Linked DNA regions of Mus musculus: regions 1, 3, 4 and 5 are each linked to region 2. The links are chromatin contacts, called in public promoter capture Hi-C maps. All regions are on one chromosome and are shown on one strand. The core of a region is the stretch at or near the end of the contact, and the rest is flanking DNA. Distances in the headings are between cores, read along the strand shown.

Region 1 (2,816 bases), core at 21-2,520, 440 kb after region 2:
AGGGAAAAGTAATGTCTTCAACAAGCACAAGATTTTCCCATCCCACCCACCCTCCTTAATAAGTACATACAGTTATAAAAACTATTCTTAAAAGTATACTATCCAAGTTCTCTAAAACCCTGGCTTCATTCCTGGCGACCTCTCCTAGAAGCCTGACCGCCCTAAAACCATAAATCAGCAGGGGTTAGGAGAACTCTGCGCTACATGTTTGCCTCTTTTTAATGATGACCTTCAAAGTGAGATGTCAGCAAATATTACTCTGGAGTCCTAATTTTCTGAAGAACCTTTTATCAAAACCCAGCCGTGGGAAAGATTTTCACGTAGTAGCTACAAATGACCACCACTAAAAATAAGTTCTGCCAGGCAGCTGGGCAAAGGGCACAGGAGGTAAGGGTTTGTGCCAGTGCACACTGATTGCCTGATGCAGGGTCTCTAAAATGTAGATTTAAACTTAGGTGACAATTCTCATCAGAGTTCGATTCCCTAGTAGGCCACCACTTGTTCACACGCCAGCACAAAGCCTCAGCTACAGTGGCCTTCATGACCTAAGTCTAAGCTGAATTTTACTTTCCTGAAAAAGCTGCCCAGATAGTAGGAAGTGAGTGTTCATAAGCCCCAGATCTAAGGAGGGGTGTGGTATGTCAGCGACTGGGACTCAGAAGATGTCCCTCTCAGCTTCAGCAGGAACTGAAGAGTTGTGAGATGCCCCCCCCCCCCCAAGCCATCCTCGTACACTGCTCCAAGTGCGGCCAGGCGGAGGAGCCTGTGCCCGCTGAGGCGGCAGAAGCTGGGCGCGGCCTCTGGAGGACCCGCGTGGCCTCTCCAGGACAGGACAACCCCAGAACGCGATGAGGGCTGAAGAAGGTTCAGTCCGAGGTCGGGGAAGGTGGTCCACCAGAACCCACCCGCATGGCTCCAAGTGCCTTTCGTTTCCCCTTCCCCGGAGAACTTCAAAACAACTAGCTCGAGGGGAGGAAGAATACCTGCTTTGGAGACCAGCTCCCGATCGGAAGGTTCAGGGCTCAGGCCGCCACTGCCACCACCACCCGGACCGTCTCCCGGGGCCGCAGCCTCCCCAGGAGGTGCGCCCTTCTGCGGCGGCTCCGCAACCCCGTCTTTCCCCGGGGCCCCAGAGTCTCCCCGCAGCAGCCACAGGATGAGCGCTCCAGCTAGACCCCCGCCGACCAGCAGGGCTGACCAGACGGCGCCCATGGCTGAGAGAGGCTGAGGGAGACTACGAGCCCCAGTGCAGGGCTCCGCTCACCCGAACGGCCACACCCACCCCGCCCGCCCCATCCTTTTAAGGTTCTTGGCCGCCAGCCCAGCCTTCCACGGCCGCCGCGAATTTTCCTGGCCCCGCCTCCCGCCCCGCTCGCCCCGCCCCGCAACCCGGCTCTCGCCCACTCCCATCACCGCTGCCGGCCCTTCCACACCTGGTCCCGCTCCACTTTATCCCACGCCAGAAGAGCCCGGTTACGCACAGCTCCGAGCCAGGAGATGGGCGCCCGGAGCTCTGAGGCCGGAGAAGGCTCTCACTGGACGGTTAGCACAATTAGGGGTGGAGAGAGTAAGGATCGTGGGGAGGGCGCAGGGGCTTAGGGGAAGCTCCAATCCATCCCCAGCTTTCTCAAATCTCTACATAAAGGCCCACCACCTCCGCCAATCTTGTTCGCCTTTACCTCTGGGACCTCCTACACTCTTTTTTTTAAAAAAAGGTTCTAGACTAGCCTAGAAGTCTTTCCGTACCCCAGGCTGCCTCAAACTCGAAATTCTCTCCCGTTTCCAGTGGGGAGTTACAGGCTCTGGCGCTCTCTCTCTCTCTCTCTCTCTCTCTTCCTCTCTCTCTCTCTCTCTTCCTCTCTCTCTCTCTCTCTCTCTTCCTCTCTCTCTCTCTCTCTCTCTTCCTCTCTCTCTCTCTCTTCCTCTCTCTCTCTCTCTCTCTCTCTCTCTCTCTCTCTCTCTCTCTCTCTCTCGCCACGCGTGTTGCTGCACACCCACCCACCCAGCTGAACTGGATGTTGCCCAGACACGGAGCCCCTACAAGTAAATATTAATAAAGCAGCAACCCTTTATCAAAGCATCATATAGTCAAAGTGTTTTGTGTATGAACTTAAATTGGTCCTCACACAACAGAAATCCTGTGAAGGAAGGACCACACTGCTGTGCTGATGTGCACACTACTCAGGGTAAAGAGCCGGGTGTTTTACCTGGAGTCTTTCCTTTAAACACATACATCCTGTTGCTGAGGCCACAGCTGGAAAGTATATGCCTTGCAATTATTGCTAACATGGCTCCCTCTGGGAGGATCAATCACTCAACAGTGCACCTCGCTGGATCACTGAGATCACAAGAGATCACACATCTCCTGAGAGAGACTTCCTGGTGGGTTGCTCCTCTCTTGGCATAGGCTGCAACTGGTAGAGAGGTGGAGAACAGAGCAATACTGACTCCTGTTTTATTATTAAATTATTTAACTTTCAAATAGACTGTTGCTATACCTGTAGATCAGAGCATCACTCAGCCCTCCTCAGAGAAGCTGCTTCCTGCAGTAGAGGGGAACTAGCACAGAGACCCACAACTGGACCGTGTGGAGAGAGAGACTTTGGAGCTTTCAGTCCTAAATGGGATGACTTTTTTAAATTATCCCCTAAAGGCTCAGGGATCTAAGTGGAAGAGGAGGTGGATGGTGGAAGAAGGAAGCCAGGGGTAGTGGATAACTCCACCGAGACAGTGTCTGGCAGATACAACGGGACTCGAAACACTTACGCACTCACAGAGATTGTAACGACTTGAAAAACACCTGCAGAAGCCCAAAC
Region 2 (2,700 bases), core at 127-2,626:
AGGCTGCAGAGACACAGACATTTGGGGTGGCTGTTAGGGAAGGTGGGGAGGGAAGGCTGCAACGAGGCTGTGCAGAAGACAAAGGGGCTTGAGGCTACAAGAGATAGGTACTGTTGACAGTATGCAAATCAACTCAAGATAAAGAAGAAAGAGAGTCACCCAGACCAGACAGAAATGTAGGGCTTTATGGATGAAGTGTGCTGCTGTGGCTTAACTCTTCCCTCTTCAAAGGGGGCTAAAGAAAAACTTGAATCAGGGTGGACTCAGCAGCCCTTCAACAGACCAAGAGAGTCTAGCGTCCCCTTTCCTGGGGTGGAATCAAATCCTCGTCGCGATTTCAACATTTTAAATGTGTGGAGGAAAACTTGCATTCTCAAAGCAAAGACTTCACAAAGAAGTCAACATGAAACAGATGGAGCGAATCTCTTCTCTTCACAAATCTTAGACTAAATTAAAAAAAAATAACTCTGGGTATCAAATACCTTAGCTAAGGAGATAATTCCTCTGGATTTTGGCTTCCTAGGAAATGACCTCTCTGATAGCGAATCCTCCCCCAACACCTCTGGCACTGAGCATTGTAATATAAGACAATGATGCCGGAAAATGAAAGGCAAAACCCAACCTTCGTCTGTAGCTTTCAGAGTGATTTCGCTCTCAGTACAGACTTAGGCAGGTGTGTCTGAACTCCTTGAAGAGAATGTCCTGGGAGCCGCCTTCTCAGTATCTTGTTATCGACAAACTAAAAGAGATTTGGTTTGGATCTCGGTGGGTTTTTTTTTTCCGGATCCCGCCGGATTCTGCAATTGGGAACCCCGAGCCCCTCCCCAGACCGAGCTAATAAAGAGAAACAGCGGGGAGCCAATCTATTGGACCCTGACCCGTGAAGACTCTAGCTGTAACTCGTGCCGCGGGGAGAGAGGGACCTAGTCGACCTCCCTCTGCTTTAGTTTCTAGCCTGGCGGGCACTCTGAGGGACAGCCAGTCGCCTACCTGCCTGACATCTCCCAGGCCTCGGGGTAGCTGCGCGCCCGGGAGAGCTGTTCCCCTCCGGCTCAGTTCGCCCTCGGCCTCACCTCCCACGCTGCCCGCGACTGTGACCAGCCTGACTCACCCCGGACGGGTGGCGGGGGTTGGGGGATACTTCAGAAGGCGGAGGTACTGGAGGCGGGCTGAGCCCTTCCCCCAGAGCCCAGGAGGAGGCGTAGCCAGAGCGCAGGTGAAACCGACTCCGACCTATCCCGGGAACTTTCGCTGCGGGGACTCGCTGCGACAGGCCAGCGTCGTTCAGGGGCGGCCCAGGAGCCGCCCCCTGCCACCAGGGTTGCGCGCGGGGACTCTGCCTGGGCACCCGCCCCTAGGGACCCTCGGCCCTCCTGGAGCGCCCTGGGGATGCGGGCGGCGCCGGCCTCCGCGGCTGATGGAGGCGGGTGGCGCCACCCTGGGCGCAGGTGACACTCTCCAGGCCTGGGTTTCGGTCGAAGGGGAAGTGCGCTGGGAGCTCGAGACGCAGCCGCCCCAGGGACTAAGGACCCAGCAGCGATGGCCGGAGAGCTGAGCCAGGAGGCACTGCTGGACTTTCTGTGCCAGGCCGGGGGCCGAGTGCGTAACGCAGAGCTGCTGAGCCACTTCAAGAGCTTCCTGCGCGACCCTCACGTGTCTCCAGGCCAGCTGCAGGAGCGTCGCGAGCGCTTCAAGGGCTTCGTGAACTCGGTGGCCGCAGTGCGCCAGGACCCCGACGGCACCAAGTACGTGGTGCTCAAGAGGAGGTACAGGGACCTACTGGGGGAGGAGGGCCTGCAGCGACCGGGCCCTGTAGATGGAAAGCCGCGGGGCCACCGCCGCCGTGACCCGGAGCCGCAGAAGCCGCCGGCAGGTGCGGGGACCCAGGTGGACGTAGGTGGCAGCGCGCAGAAGGTGGCCGGGCCAGACCCCAGCCCGGAGGACAGCCCGAACCAGAGGACACCGGAGCCAGAGGCTGCTCAAGCCAGAGGCAGGTGTGCGGCTGTGGGGACGCGAGGACGCTGCTGCTGGGAGTGCCAGCAGAACGGCTGGGGACAGTCCACCGGACAGCCGCTGCCAGAAGATCTCGGAGACCCTGCAGTCGCCTGCGAGAAGCCGGAGCGCGCTGCACCTGCCCGGGATGACCTCGGAGCTCCGGGGTGGCTGAGGGAAGGAGAGGCCGCCGAGCACGCGCCTGGATCTGTACCGCCTGTCTGGCCTCCGACCGCCGTCGAGGCTGCTGGCAGCCCGACGTCCCCGCCTGCTCTCCCGCCCCACCCGGCGCCCTCCAGAGAGCCACTGGAGCTGTTTACCGCCGGCTCCCCGAACCATTCAACCCAGCAGCTGCAGCAACAGCACCAGCGCACTCAAGAGTGGGTAGCCAGATACCTGCAGGTGCCTGAGCCCGAGATCCAGGCGCCCACTCGCGCCTGGTCGGTGTTGCCAGACAACTTCCTCCAGCTACCTTCAGAAACCGCCTTTGGGGTCTCGGAGACCAGCTCGGCGCTGCCAGAGCCCGCTCTGTCTTTTCATTCTCTCCTTCCCGTGGTTCTCGATGAGTCCTCAGAATCCTGGCCAGGGAACGCTCCATCTACCGTCTTTCGAAGCATTCGTTGTCAGCTGTCCCTCCAGGATCTGAATGACTTTGTGGAGCAAGAGAGCCATGGAAGTGAGGAGAGCAGCAGTGGACCCAAAGAATCT
Region 3 (2,735 bases), core at 22-2,521, 290 kb after region 2:
CCTACACCCCCAAAGCCAGCTAGAGCAGTCAGATAAATATTCTAAATGATTTTAGGGTCACAACTCTTGAGAGGAGAGTGGTAGGTAGCTAGACAGATGTTAGCAGGTTTGGAGATCATTGAGGAAGAAACCCCCTTCTTTACAGAATCCTCCCCATTTCAAGAACCCTCTAATGAGGATGTCAAGTTAGAAATGAACATACCAGTCCACTGTGTACCTTTCTCCCTATCTATAGAAACAAAGTCTAGGACACTAGCCATGACTCTGAGAAGTTGTTCAATTTTTGTTAAATAGTGACAATTTCCCAAAACCATAGTAATCAGCATTCTAGAACCAAAGTCTAAATTCTCACTGTACCCTACCCTTGCAGGCCGCTGAAGATACTGTCTGTAAGGTATGTTCATTGCTCACCTGATATTCTTTTACTCACACTTATTAGTCTTCTACTCCTAGCAGCTGTCAGTCTCAGGTCAGGAAAGGGCAGCAGCTTTCCAACCTCCTTTTCTGTAACCCTTCCTACCTCCTAACTACCTGGGCTTCTAAGTGGAAGACTAACTCTGATTTTTTTTTTTTTTTTTTTGTTTTTCGAGACAGGGTTTCTCTGTGTAGCCCTGGCTGTCCTGGCACTCACTTTGTAGACCAGGCTGGCCTCGAACTCAGAAATCTGCCTGCCTTTGTGCTGGGATTAAAGGCATGCGCCACCACGCCCGGTTAACTCTGATTTTTACAGATACCATCTGCATAGCTTTTTTTCACCCACGAAATGCCCACACTGTCTTGAAAAACAGTTTAGGAGCCAGAGCAATGCCTCATCCACTGTTTAAGAGCACACAAGGCTTCTCTTCTAGAGGAATTGAGCTTGGCTCCCAGCACCAGCATCCGGCAGCTCACAACTGCCTGCCAGGGCAGCCGCAGGGAATCTGACACTGTCTTCTGGCATCTGTGAGCACCTGCACCCAGGTGCACATGCCCACACATTGTCTTACAAATATACATGTCTGTTGAGGTAAATCTCCAATCCAAATATGCCCTGGCAATGTAAACACAACACAATTAATATGAATACATGCTGTGTACCTAGATTGGGTAGATCTACTGCTACACTACCAGCTTCCCTATCTATGAGACCCCTTAAAACTTGCGGAATCTCCAGGCCGTGTGCTTCTGCTCTGCTTTTCTTCTTCTTCCTCCTCTCCTTGCTCTCTCTCAAACCTCCTTCTTGTCTTTTTGCTCCTCTACCCAATTGTCAGCTCTCCTTTATTTTACAAATTAAGGTGGGAAGCAGGTTTACAGGAAATCACCTGAGTGCTGACTCATTCCTTGTTTGCAGCCACTCATAGAACGGAATTAACATCAAATATAATCAGCTCCAGAGCTATCCACAACACACGTCATTTAAAAATTTTAATATATTTTAAATTTTAAAATAAATAAAGAGCCATCTAGTGGTTCTTAACCTACTTCAAAGCTCATGAATTTGTTTTTACTATGTAGCCCAGGCTGATCTTGAACTCTTAGGTTTAAGCAATCATCTTCCATTTCAGCTTCACACTTTTAATGGTCTTCTGGGCTGACCACAGTCTTCTAGTCTGTTCTGTCTCTCCATAATGTCTTTTCCAACTCTCCCTGCCCCAGGGTTTTTTCACATTAGTCTCACTTCTTCCCTGAGACCCTCCACAGAACTCCCAATCATGAGATGAGACAGAGACTGGAATAGCAGGGAGGAGGAAAGAGAAAAAGATATGCAAACTCTGAGGTTCTCCTAAGGCCAGCGACCTGTTACTTTGATTTAATTATTACAACCTAGGAGATGAGGATAATTGCAATTACTTTACAATTAACAGGGACACAGACTGGGATTAAAGTCATAGTTTTGTTTTGTTTTTTGTTTGTTTGTTTTAAAGTCTCTAGTCATTGTCAAATATCCAATGAAAAGTCTAGCCCAGGGCTAAGGAGATTGCTCAATGGCTAATAGTTCTTACAGAACTTAAGGTTCCTATAGGGGGCCAGAGTTTGCTTCCCAGCACCCATGTTAGGGGGCCTTCAACCACCTTCAGCTCCAGTGGACCTGACACCCTTTTCTAGCCTCTGAGAACATGTTTTCATATGTATCAATTCCATATAGACACACAAAAATACATACATACACATACATACACACATGGAATTTAAATGGTGTCATCATATAATAGGAGAGACAAAACCCCAATTAGACATTTTATGCCATCAAATAGAACCTCCAGGGCAAGGAATGGATTGCATGTTGTTGAGTCATTGGCCAAAAGTTCAATAGATGCCTCCTACCCGTAAATACCACAAACTATTTTAAGGGCATTTATTAGTCTCCACAATCTGATGATAAGGCGGTGTTGCTGAAAGCAACACTTACTTATGTCACAGAATGGGAAAAATCAAGTTGGTGCCCAACTAGAAGCTTAATCTCCCACTGACTAGTGTTCATGGTACCAGAAAGTATCCTGTACAACACCAGAGGAGAAAAATAATAACCAATATTGCCCAGCTACAAAGCCTGTGATCTACAACAGTATCCAGGGCATTCATGTGCAATACTGGCACAAACGTTACAGGAATAACCAACCACTTTTTGGTTGGACTTAAGGCCACTCCATGAGACAAAATCTATACCTGACACTGCTAAAGAGGTAAAAAAACTGAGGCTAATATGTTATGGACCTAGAAAAAATTCTAATATTATCCTGATAAGGAAAATCATA
Region 4 (3,042 bases), core at 383-2,882, 330 kb after region 2:
GTAATTTGTCTGCCCACAGCCATCATGAACATCGCCTTTGGCCTTAAAGCTTAGATACAGGAAGTGACCACAGCTTCCACGCTTGGGGCAGGTAAGAAGGTGGCCCACCCAAGTCCCTAACACTACAGAACTTTGATCTCCCTACCCCATCCACTGCCCCTCACCTATGCCCATAGCACATTCTACACCTGACATGAAGCACACATGCTCTTATGTTTGTCTGCTTGATGGAGACAGAGTATCATGTAGCCCAGGCTGGCCTCAAGTTCACTACAGAGCCACTAGAGCTGGAATCGTTGATCTGCCTGCCTCCAATGTTGCCTGAGTGCTGGGATTAGAGCTGTGCACCACAATATCAGTTTTATTTGGTGCGGAGGAATCCAGGCCTTCACGCATGCAAGCCAAGTGCTCTACCAGTCAAGCTACCTACACTCAAATCTTGTGTCCTTCTATTCTGAACTTGAAGCACCCTCTCCCAGCCCCCTAATCTTGCCACGTATTCTCTGCAGTGTGCTCCGGCCCACTCACCGCCATTTTCTTCCAAACGAGTCATCCCTTCACAAGGTAAAGTCATTTATTCTCATGACAATCCCTTGACTTCCTGTGGCATCTGTCTGTCAGAATAACAACCTCACACCACCTATTCCCAGGTTTTTACATTTTATTTTAATTCATTTTTATGTACCTGAGTGTTTTGCCTGCATGTTTGTCTGTGTGCCACATGCATGAGAAAGCCAGGGAGGGCATCAGATTCCCTGGACCTAGAGTTACAGTTGGTTGTGAGCCGCCATGTTGGTGCTAGAGATCCAACTCTGGTCCTCTGTGAGGGCAACTAGTGCTCTTCACTGCCAAGCCATCTCTGCAGCCCCTACTTCCTGGTGCCTATACTCTAGGCTGTGGCCTGCTGAAGAAAACGATGCCGCCGTCCAGGCTGGCTCCCCACACAGATATCATGGTCTCTCACCTAGGTTTACAATCAAACCATTCCCTCTCTCCACATCAGCCACCCAACCGTATCCTCAACCACCACGTCTGCCGTCCTCCCTCACATCAGGAGACTAAATTCTAAACACTAAAACTCTATATACTTCCTGCTCCTACAATACCAGGCTGGGGTTCTCAGAAGTAGAGCCAGAGCCTGTCACAGGAGGAAGGACATTCTTGGGGGAACCCTGGAAGGACACAGAAAAAGCCAGATGGTCTGGAAGTTGAGCTGTGAGAACATTGGACACTTGTTCTCAGCCTGTTCCCTCAGGGTCTCTGAGGCACAAATAGCATATAAGGTTACCCACTTTGAGGCAAGAAGCCACATTTTAGTAATTAAAATGTTGAAGGAGGTCATCCCAGGAGGAAGGCACCTTTAGACCTTAGAGTAAATATGGGGGTTGAGGGTATGGGGGTGGTACATGTGTGTGAGGAGAGCATGTGAGCCAAGGTATGCAATAGGCTAAGCTGTATCCCTTGCCCTTTTATTTTGTGACAGGGTGTTGATACGTTCCCTGGATTGGCCTTGAATTCACTCAAGAGCCCCAGTGGCCCTTGAACTTTTGATCCTCCTACGTCAGGCTACTCAGTAGCTGGGATCCAGTCCTGTGCTACCAAGCCTGGCTATGAGTATACTTTCCCATGGGAGCATAGCCAATAGAGCAGCTGGGGACTTGGGTCACACACATCACCAACAACAGCTCTTTGGACATCTAAGGCCACACTTTTCCTGAACCCCCCCCCCCCCCCCCGCACCCACTAGCTGTGACCTCTCACCTCTGCACTCAGTCCTTCAGCAGTCTGCCACCTTGAGCTTGTGAGCTCCCAGACAGTGGCCATCCTTTCTTCTCAGCATTTCCAGTATCTAGCCCATGGAATAAACCTGGCTGAGTGGATTTTGTACTCATCGGTACAAATTCTAGAAGGTTTTTCAAGCCCGGTGTGTCAGAGTTGATTGTCAAGGTTTGGGTGGTCCTTGGGATTGAGCCTAGCACTTCATGCATTTTGGGCAAGTACTCTACCACTGAGCTACATCTCCAGCCCAAGCTTTACTCTCTTAAATAGAAGAGTTGTTCTTTTGCACTTTCAATAGATTGTGCAGATGACAAACTTCAGCACCCCCTTTAGAACTGACCTTGAACAATGATCTCCAAATGGCCTCTACTTGCCAAAGTCCTTATCTCCCTTATTGGGCATCAAAGGCCCCAGCCTAAGAACCAGTGTGCAACTGAGAGGCCCCACAAATAGCCCCTCCTGCTACTTTCCTTCCATTGAATAATCAAGAAGCCAGGCTTGAGGGAAAGGTACTTGGGCACCAGGCACCTCCCTGAGTGACATCCAAAGGGACTTGAGTGTCACCAACAGCATGTTCTGACAGGGCCTCTTTCTTCCTCTTGACAATGCTTTTAGTCTAAAGGCCTGGTAGTGCCCTCAGATGTTCACCATCTGGGAGAGATGACCTCCATGTCTTGCATTTAGCAGCTCCCTCTAGTTCATAGGAAAGCACAGTTGCCCAACCTGGAGGTGCTAAGTGATCTTGTTTGACAAACAGGAACAAACTCAGCAGCACACAGCACTGATTCCCACCCCTGGAGCACCACAGGCAACCGGCAAACTGGAGTGAAATCCCAGGGCTAGCCCCTCCTGCATCAGTAGAGGAGACTCATGCTTTCTCCTCCTATAGAGATGGTCTCCAGGGACAAGTGCTATGAAACTATAGAGTGATGAGCTGAAATCAAATCTGAAAAGGCCCAGAAAGCTAGGAAGGAACTGGAGAAATATGGCAATCACTTTCCTGTTGAGAAACTGTCCACAGAGCAGGAAATGGATGCAAGGCACACGGGGACAGAGGTCAGTCCAGTCAGAGAAGGAGCAGTAATAAAGAGGGAAAACAGTGAAGAAGGGCCAACCTGTTTGCTGCCAATTCCAGAACAGGACCAAAAATTAAAATAGAAAACAATAACAAACAACAAACCCAACAAAAACAAAGCCAAGACAGAACCGTAAAATATAAAATTTTCCCTTTATGTTAAAGCCAAGAGTGAAAAAAAGAGGCGG
Region 5 (2,700 bases), core at 89-2,588, 350 kb after region 2:
CTGAGGGCAGCAGCCTGGCCAACAGTGTTGAGTTCTAAGACAGTCAGGGCTACACAGAAATCCTGGCTCAACAATCAAACAACAACAAAAAACAAAATATAAATAAATAAATAAATAAATAAATAAATAAATAAACTGCAACTGTACATTTGCATGTTTTACTGCACGTAAGTCATGCTTAAGTGCGACACTTTAAATAAAATAATTTAACTAGCCAATGAAAGCATGAAACAAAAGAAAAAAATAAGAGTAGGCCTACTCTAAGGATAAGAATTTAATATAAGATGAAAAAAATGTTTATTTTCCTCCTCCTCCTTCTCATTAACCCACCCACATACCCACATGGTGCTGAGAACCGAACTCAAACTTCACCCAGGGAGGAAAGCACTCTATCATTGAGCTACATCCCCGGACCAACACAACTTTCATTTTAATGAATGAAAGCATAAATAGATTTAGATAATTCTGGTACCAGCAAAGATAAAATCTGAGTCCTCTGTGTTTATGTGTGTGTGTGTGTGTGTGTATGATGTGTACGTATGTATGAAAGTCTCACATTGCATATGTAGAGGTCAGAGGACAACCTTGGATGCCCCTCCTCCTTTGTTTCACACAGGGTCTCTGTCGTCTGCCTCTGTATATGCCAGGCTAGCAGACTTGCAAGCGTCCGGGGATGCTGCCTCCTCCTCCTCCACTCCCCATCTTGCTGTAGGAATGCGGTGATTGCGTGATTGCGCATGCATCAACTGCATCTGGCTCTACACAGGTCCGGGAGGTCCGAACTCTGGTCCTCATGCTCGTATCTCCCCAGTTCCCCACCCCTTCCTTCCTTTTTTAAAACTATAAGTACGTTTGCCAGCCATGAGACACAGTGTAGGAGATGAACGCTTTTGAAGTAACTGGAGAAGAAATCATACGGTGATACAGAAATGGTACCTGCTGGAAATCTGTGCAAATTCAAAACCCGCTTTAGACCGGCTCCTGTGAAAGTTGGGTTAAGCTCTGGAGCAGGAATGTATTCAGAGGTCAACAGCCAGAGAGAAGGTGGGGGTGGGGGCTGCCCGGCAGTGATTCACTTGGTAGTTTAAAACTGCCTTTTATTCTTATTCCTGTAACCTCTATAGAACCCGTGAAGAATGGGGGTGTTTTCTCTAATGCATGGAATTGTAGTAACAGACCAAAGTCTCCTTGAACACTGCCAGTAAAGAAAACGCAGCATCTGTGACTGGCTAAACTGGGTGGGATGGTAACCTAATCTGTAGCTGCTGTTTGAATCCTGTTCATTATAATCATGTAGCGCCGTACAGTGAGAATGCACTGGGAGGTTTTCAACGCGAGCGTTTTCAAAGACTACATTCCTCATTAGACCTTCCCCATTAAGCCATGCTTGAGTGATGCTACACAGCTGAATACTTGGGATTTTTTCCCCCTCTTGTCTCAGTCTGAAGACAAAGGATTCTTCCGCTTGCCAAAGTTCCCCCAGAGCCTAGGTTGAGGCGCTGTGACAGCGCTCCGGTGGGGAGCGGGGAGCTTTTTATTCAGCTTTCTGTCAGGCCTCATTCACTAAATAGGGATCGGGTTGGACCCGTATATGAAGACCCCCCCCCGCCCCCCAAAAAAATTCAGTGGAGGAAAACGTTGCCCAGGCAGAGCCTTGCATCCTGTTTGCCTTCAGAGATGCTGAGTCATGATGCACACAAGGCTTAAGGACCAGATTCTTTTGGTTCTAACTTCTTCACAGACACAGCATCATCAGCAAGTTTGCTATTAGTGCTAGCTGGGAGGATAGCCCTGGGTTCAACACCCAGTATTAAAAAAGGAAGGAAGGAAGGAAGGAAGGAAGGAAGGAAGGAAGGAAGGAAGGAAGGGGAAGCCTTGTAGGTAGGTAGGTAGGTAGGTAGGTATACTATTCCATTCCTAACTCCACCCCAGCTCCCTCTCCCCCATCTTAGGCCCCCATTGATCTACTGTGTGTCCTTGGATTTGCCTTTTCTGGGTTGCATGTTCTTTTGTGCTGGCTTCTTTCAGCAAGCATCAGGTCTTTGAGGTCCGTCCATCTTGTAACATATATATCTCACCATATCCAGTTCCTCTTTCCTGACAAGTTGTATTCCATTGCGTTCTATATTACATTTTGTTTATACAGCCGATGGCCATTTGGATCTTTTTACACTTATTGGTTAGCATGAAATTGTGAGTCCATAGGCAGTTAAGTCCTTCTATGGATGTATCTTTAAATATAGGTCACGGGTTTTACATTGTAAGGATTGCATTACTTTTTAATGTACTCCATACATGTGAGTATCAGCATGTATGTATGTCCATGTGCATGTGGCAGGAAGGTGTGATCTGCTGGATGTGGGTGCTGGGAACTGAACTCTGATCCTCTGAAAGAGCAGTGTGTTCTCTTAACTGCTGAGCCATCGCTCCAGCCCCAAATTTTCTATTTATTAGTGTATATCATTGTACAAAGTGAAGGGCCTCACCAGGACATTTGCATTGAAGTATGTCATGTATTTGGCCATATTCACCCCCTTACCCTCTCCTTCCTTTTCCTTAACAGCTCCCTACTACCTTTTGTATGGTGTGAGAAGGCATCATATCCCATGATTGTGAGCCACCATGTGGTTGCTGGGAATTGAACTCAGGACCTCTGGAAGAGCACCTCAGTGCTCTTAACTGCTGAGCCATTTCTCCAGC

The links. Promoter capture Hi-C pulls out the DNA fragments that hold promoters and counts their contacts.
Region 1: a promoter capture Hi-C map of second pharyngeal arch cranial neural crest shows a contact between it and region 2. The contact joins the promoter of Stbd1 here to the promoter of Sowahb in region 2. A contact is called at or near these places in 4 of 39 promoter capture datasets (cranial neural crest, embryonic stem cells, maxillary cranial neural crest and 1 more).
Region 3: a contact with region 2 is called in a promoter capture Hi-C map of embryonic stem cells. The contact joins the enhancer-like site here to the promoter of Sowahb in region 2. A contact is called at or near these places in 8 of 39 promoter capture datasets (3T3-L1-derived adipocytes, cranial neural crest, embryonic stem cells and 4 more) and 2 of 115 datasets of contacts at active chromatin or transcription factors (embryonic stem cells and extraembryonic endoderm stem cells).
Region 4: a contact with region 2 is called in a promoter capture Hi-C map of liver. The contact joins the enhancer-like site here to the promoter of Sowahb in region 2. A contact is called at or near these places in 11 of 39 promoter capture datasets (the 3T3-L1 cell line, the HPC-7 cell line, HPC-7-derived erythroid cells and 8 more), 6 of 484 Hi-C or Micro-C datasets (cerebellar granule neurons, cerebral cortex, cortical neurons and 2 more), 2 of 115 datasets of contacts at active chromatin or transcription factors (craniofacial prominence and kidney) and 1 of 9 other capture datasets (pancreatic islet).
Region 5: a promoter capture Hi-C map of embryonic stem cells shows a contact between it and region 2. The contact joins the enhancer-like site here to the promoter of Sowahb in region 2. A contact is called at or near these places in 8 of 39 promoter capture datasets (the HPC-7 cell line, HPC-7-derived erythroid cells, cranial neural crest and 5 more), 2 of 484 Hi-C or Micro-C datasets (both in embryonic stem cells), 3 of 115 datasets of contacts at active chromatin or transcription factors (embryonic forebrain, embryonic stem cells and stem cell-derived neural progenitor cells) and 2 of 9 other capture datasets (embryonic stem cells and pancreatic islet).

The regions. Positions count from the first base shown.
Region 1 is chr5:92,601,505-92,604,320 of GRCm38.p6, reverse strand. Stbd1 (starch binding domain 1) reads right to left here and starts at 1,270. Exons shown (of 2, transcript NM_175096.3): 1 at 984-1,270. The coding sequence starts at 1,212.
Region 2 is chr5:93,043,698-93,046,397 of GRCm38.p6, reverse strand. Sowahb (sosondowah ankyrin repeat domain family member B) reads left to right here and starts at 1,376. Exons shown (of 1, transcript NM_175270.4): 1 at 1,376-2,700. The coding sequence starts at 1,540.
Region 3 is chr5:92,753,632-92,756,366 of GRCm38.p6, reverse strand. The region is part of intron 1 of Shroom3 (shroom family member 3); the gene reads right to left. Among named protein-coding and RNA genes, the nearest start is that of Mir1961, 34 kb to the left of the region's middle. Within about 2 kb of position 1,271, at least 12 of the 459 cell types and tissues checked have an H3K27ac peak or open chromatin away from gene starts, as enhancers often do. A contact at or near this core is called in embryonic stem cells, where this site is marked.
Region 4 is chr5:92,717,626-92,720,667 of GRCm38.p6, reverse strand. All of the region lies in intron 1 of Shroom3 (shroom family member 3), which reads right to left. Among named protein-coding and RNA genes, the nearest start is that of Shroom3, 36 kb to the right of the region's middle. Within about 2 kb of position 1,632, at least 5 of the 459 cell types and tissues checked have an H3K27ac peak or open chromatin away from gene starts, as enhancers often do. A contact at or near this core is called in liver, where this site is marked.
Region 5 is chr5:92,697,324-92,700,023 of GRCm38.p6, reverse strand. The region is part of intron 1 of Shroom3 (shroom family member 3); the gene reads right to left. Among named protein-coding and RNA genes, the nearest start is that of Shroom3, 15 kb to the right of the region's middle. Within about 2 kb of position 1,338, at least 77 of the 459 cell types and tissues checked have an H3K27ac peak or open chromatin away from gene starts, as enhancers often do. A contact at or near this core is called in embryonic forebrain, embryonic stem cells and stem cell-derived neural progenitor cells, where this site is marked.